2 separate regions of the Mus musculus genome follow, and region 2 is linked to region 1. The links are chromatin contacts, called in public HiChIP or PLAC-seq maps. All regions are on one chromosome and are shown on one strand. Each heading gives the region's core, a stretch centred on a gene start, on an enhancer-like site or on the middle of the called end of the contact. The rest is flanking DNA. Distances are from core to core; before and after follow the strand shown.

The links. HiChIP or PLAC-seq counts read pairs in DNA pulled down with a chosen protein or histone mark.
Region 2: a contact with region 1 is called in an H3K27ac HiChIP or PLAC-seq map of embryonic stem cells, with 5 read pairs. The contact joins the promoter of Zfp2 here to the promoter of 9230009I02Rik in region 1. A contact is called at or near these places in 1 of 484 Hi-C or Micro-C datasets (liver), 1 of 115 datasets of contacts at active chromatin or transcription factors (embryonic stem cells) and 1 of 9 other capture datasets (liver).

What each region holds. Positions count from the first base shown.
Region 1 is chr11:51,083,757-51,086,554 of GRCm38.p6, forward strand. It overlaps 9230009I02Rik (RIKEN cDNA 9230009I02 gene), which reads left to right and starts at 1,331. Exons shown (of 3, transcript NR_045865.1): 1 at 1,331-1,390.
Region 2 is chr11:50,914,846-50,917,643 of GRCm38.p6, forward strand. It overlaps Zfp2 (zinc finger protein 2), which reads right to left and starts at 1,331. Exons shown (of 6, transcript NM_001044698.2): 1 at 1,264-1,331.

The sequences.
Region 1 (2,798 bases), core at 81-2,580:
AAAGCACATTCCCTATGGTCTTATGAGACATGCACCACCTGCCACAGTGGGGAGAAGAGCCCACTTGTGGATTCGTGTCAAACCCACACCTGATGAAAGGTGCAAGCACAAGGCTGAGTGAGGCCTTCTCCTTGAGCTGCTGGCAGGCAGGGTTTGAATGCAAATGTCCTCACAGACACAGATGTCCCTTGAACACTCAGTCCTCAGCTGGCCATGCTGTCTTGGGATCTTGTGGAAGCTTTAGGAAACGGAGCCTAGCTGGCAGACTCAGGACCTCAAGTCAGGGCTAAGGGCTATGTAGCCTAAGCCTGGTTTTTGGTCAGTATCAGCCCTCCCTACTCTGCCTTAAATGGAATTGTTGTTATCTGTGCGTTCCACCAAACAGCCTCCATCCCTGTATGTAGCCCAGCAATCTCCGTGCATTGACAAATGGCTGTGCAACCCTAGAATCTGCATCTCCACACACATTGCTTAGGGTAAAAGCCTTGGTCTCTCCTAGGACTTGCTGCTGTGAGATAAGTAAGCAGATTTTCCTCAAAGCCCCAGCACACCTCTTCTCCTGGCTGCTGTCTCTGACTTGACTAGTGCCAGTGTGTATAGGACGCAATGGGAGTGACAGTTGGTTTCAAACTGTGAAAACCTCTTCTAGGGACTTGGGATAAATTCAATCCTGCGAAGCACAAACTCGATTGGTGAAGAAGAGGTGGGGCAACACAATGTCCCCAGTTTGAGATGCCCACCGACCCCACCCAGGCTCTTGAAGCTCAGCCTGTATAGCTTAACATCGATGTTTTCTTACCCCTGCCCTACCAACCAGTTTTTCCTATATCCTTGAATCTGGATTTAAAGCAGCATCCATTGACATTCTTCCTGGCTTTTTCAAGTGCTAGGTCTCTGTTGTCAGGACAACAGCATGTCTCAGTGTCTCTGAGGGAGCAGCAGCTTTCCAGGAATTCGAAGGCAACCACTATGCAGAGTGGAAGCAGGTGGAGCGCCAGAAGAAGAGCTCTGGGGCGGAGCCAGCGAGGGTGAGGACCTTTGGAGGATTAGGAGGCGTGGCTGCTAAGCTGCAGTGTACTCAGACCAGCCTTGTACCTGCTCTAGAACATAACTTTTTATGGTGCATAACTTTGATGGTGCACTTTCAAAACCGAACCTGGTCCCTCCCACTTGGTGTACCCAGTTTGTCTCCAGAAGCCATTTGAGATTTGGAAATGGTCCAAGTGGATGAACCGTAGCGAAGTGTCCTCATAAAATAGGGTCCTGCGGAACAGAGTCCTAGGAACCGACGAGGGAGTTGATGTTTGCCAATAAAATTTGAGTCACAATTGCATAGGCTTGTTGCTCATCGCGCAGTGCCCAGGACATCCCATCAAGGGCCAGGAGTCAGGTACGAGCCGGGCTGGAGGAGGCTGCACATAAGGTCCATTCCATTTGAGATGCAGGTTAGCTCACCTGCACACTACTCGCTCCTGGTTTGGGTCATTCGTCTTGTTTTGTTTGTTTGTTTGTTTGTTTTCGAAAGAAATACTGCTGTTAACCGATCAGTTGTATGTTCCAAGTGAATAGGAAAGAAGCAAGGTTCCCAGAGGATTCTTTGACATTTGAAACTTGGCGTGGTGGGTCCCTGCACAGTCTTTCCTGTGGCCAAGGCTGGGAGACTGCAGTGCAAAGCGCGTGGTCTTCCCAGCTTTACCACCGCCCCCGCCTGTCATCTGCTGCTCCTCCGGGGAAGGAGGGGCTGTCTGACTCAGTATTAAACCTGGTCGCTGCATTGGCGGCACCCAGGAGCATTTTAGGGGAATTGTCAGCTGGCAGTCGGCTTGTTCTTTCTCACTGACTGCAAGGTGGTCCCGCAGAGCTTTCTAATAGTTCTAGATGGTGACCAGAGTTCAGGCGCTTTGGCAAACACTTGAAACGTGAGTATCTGCCACCTCGCCAGGAAAAGACAACAGGCTCTGAACTATTCCAGCTTCGAGAAGGGAGGTCTTAGACGGGGACAGGTTGCAGTGGATGGAGGGAAAAATAAGTGGGATATTGAGAATTGAACAGCCCAAGCAGTGAATCAGAAAGCCAAGACATCAAGGCTGTTTAGGGAAAGATAAGTAAGTTAGTTGCTACCAAAAGGGGGTAGAGCTGAGGAGTGAAGTAAATCAGAGTTTGGTTAGATCTAACAGATAGATTATAAGACAGTCAAGGGGCATCTAGAAGAAAATCCGTTGTTACAACTTCCCCTGCCCTAGCTACTCTCAGCCCTGGATTCAGAACTTGGACCTTTACGCCTCTTTTAGAGCCCAGGTCATTTCCCAGCTCAGATTTTAATTCATCTGGCTCGATCCCAAGGGTGAATCTGTTCTCATAGCTCTCTGAGTAAGAAAATGTATAGAGAGACACCTGTCCAGGCTTCAGATGGACAGGTCTGTTGCTTCAGGGGCAGGCAGGGGTCAGAAGTCCTGAGGGAAGCCATGGGCTGATGGGATTAACTGGGGAGGACAGCAGGAGCCTACACTCAGGCCAGCCAGCTCTGCTGGTGGGAGCCAGGAGGCTAGCTTTCAACTTGTCAGTGTGAAACCACCAGACCTGTACAGGTTGGCAATTAACTAAAATATCTAAAAGTGCATTGTGCTTGTCAAACAAAATGCCCCTTCCAGAGCTGTCTTATGGTCCAGATTGGGCAACCGCACCAGAACTTGCCTTCCCAGAAATGCTCAGGACAAGGGTGCAGGGAGTGGGGTTGGGTGGCTGATCTATTGTCCCAGGAACTCTAGCTTTGGTCCTTGAAATTTGTGCCTGGTTTT
Region 2 (2,798 bases), core at 81-2,580, 170 kb before region 1:
GCCATAGATACATACAAGTGAAATGTAGGTTTATATGACTATAGCAATATGCAACTTTTCTGTAGATTCATCTGTTTGTACAACAGATGCAAAAGTTAGGAATAAAATGGGCTGGAGTTTAGCATAAGGATATTATTTGAAGGAGGGTCTTCTCACTAAGTAGCCTTGGCTGGCCCAGACTCTGTGGAGCAGGTGGCCTCAAACTCATCCCCCTGCCTCTGTGGGATTCAAGGCACACACTACCACACCTAGCTTGCACCTCTCCAAAGCTTAAGAGGCTACTAGCAGCACTTCCAGTTGATGTGGGGCGTCAGTCACTCTTAACACCGCAACCATCTTTAGAAACTGCTACTTTTCTGGAAAGAATAAGACAGGAGATGCCCAAAGGTCTAATTATAACGTTGACCTAGAAATTTCACTACAAGGTTTTGTGGAAAGAGGCAATACAAAGAATGACATAACTGTACCATGTCCAATATTAAAATAAAAACAAAACACAACAAAAACAAAAAAGCCCAAAAGTCCAAAGGGAACCATTCGTGAAAATGACAGCTTTAACTGCTCTTAAAAATTAGTGTCTTAAGGCTATTCTCATCTCCATTGGGTGGTGGTTTAGATGCACTTCAAGCATCTTACAAAATGCCTTTTGTAACTCCATTTTTAAAGGTGAATGGAGGAAAGGCACTAACATCTTTTTTTTTTTTTTTGGAAGCAAAAGGTTTCTATTTATACATATAACACAATACATGGACTTTAGGACAAATTTCGAATGATTTCGCTCGTACATTTTTCTAGTTGACCAATAATGAACTTAAAGAAAGGGTGGGCACGTTCTTGCTTATTCAGGACTCATTTTACAAGCTCCTCCTTCGCAGGCAGAGGGCGGGTCCCCAGCAGCGGTGCACACAATGGCCAGAGCCCCGGACTGTGGTCCCGTGCCCTGCCAAGCTTCAGAGAGCGGGTCTACCACGCATTCATAGTGCATACCGAACCAGAGCTGCTCGGCCAGGTAGAGCTGGAGAGCAGTCGGGCGCGAATGACCCCGGGGTACGGGGGGATACCGAGCTGGGGGGTCTCGGTTAGGGTGTCCTGCGGCCTGGCGCGCGCGTGAGCTGCGCACCTGCGACTTCGTGCTCCTTGCGGACGAAGGATCACCTTTCTGTCTGGCCGGCTCTGCTCTTTTGGCACCAGAGCCCCGGGCTCCCAGTGGGAACGCCTCCGCCTCCCCGCCCGTGGACCACCCGCCCGAGGAAGCGCACTCACCACAGTCACTGAAGAAGCCAGAGGCTGGCGGCACAGGCAGCCGCACTGGGCGCGCGGGACTACATTTCCCACAAGACCATGAGCCCTCGACAGGGCTTCCAGTTGCGCAGGCGCAACCGCAGGGCTGCGGGCCAGCGATTGCTCCCCTAGTGCTCAGGCAAGGTTTGCCACCTTAAGCTTATTTTCTTAAAGAAACTGGTTCTAGAACCTTTTCCTTTCCTAAATTAAGAGAACCTTGGACACCCCCTTGCATGAGGTTAGGATGAGAGGTAAGCTACTAATGTAATGTAGATACTTCACGGCGCTCTGTGACCAGGTAGTAAATGATGCACTGGCTGGGTGAATTGTTACTGTGGAAAACCAGCCACCTCTGTGAGTGAAACTCGTGGGTGCTAAGGTAGTTTCGGCTGCATCCACGGCTTTGGAACTTGGAGAATATCTTAGGATAATTTCCATCCTATCTTAGGATAGAAAGATAGGTTACAAACTGTAATATTGGGTTCTTGTCTGGCCGCTTGTTTTTTAACGTTTTTTCTTTAAAATCTGACATCATGATACTTGAATACAGTGCACTGTGATCACATTCACCCCCAGCGACCCTCATTCATGTGCCCTTCTTTCACTGACCTCCATCCTTCCCAACTAGTCCTTCTTCTATACTTTTGGTCCTTTCCCCCTCGCTTCAGCCTGTAAAACTTCTATTCCATGCAACAAAGACTATGTTCCGAACCAAATGTCGGACGGGCATCTGGAGGCCACTTTTTGACGAGGCTCAAAAATCCTATTAGCCAAACGTGCGTGCCCAAATTCCTTTTATCCCACACCTTCCGCTTTTATCCCACACCTTCCGTCTTAGGTCTTTGACATTGTGTTTCTGCTCTGATGGGAGGATCTCCTGGGACTCGGAAGCTCAGGAACCACACAGCTCTGAGGTGGGACAATGTCCCAAAAGAAGGGCACCCTGAGACATGGGAGCTGAGGAACTAGATAGCTCTAAGAGGAAGCCTCCTCAGCAGAGGCGATGCAGCTACCAGGGCATGGCGTCCTCAGCGGAGCTCAGGAGCCTCAGTCCCTCTCCTTCTCATCGTTTCTTCTCTTCATTGCTTCTTTTCTTCTTCACTTCTGACCAGGCATAAGAATCTCATGAAAGAGATTTATTGGATGGACCAGGGTGTGAAGGGATGAATCCAGGGATGGCTGCTCTCTATCCTAGGGAACAGACAACAGGGAATTAGACAAAGTGGCAGTGCTTATATAGGATCTCTTAGGGGGCGGGGCTTTCCAGGGCAGAGATTTCCAGAGTGATGATTGGTGGGATTTCAAGTCCTGAATTTGGGGAGCTCAGGGATTAGTGGATTTTCTGCTCAAGGATTGATGTTTTGTCTGTGTGTCTGTGTGTGTGTGGGGGGGGGGAAGCTCAGGAATTGGCGGCTTTTTTCACCCCCCCTTTCCCTGCATCAGGCCCATGGGTTAGATGTTTTTCCCAGCCGCTGGTGGTTTTGACTGAGGCACCGTCTCTGTAGGTTGGAGAGGAG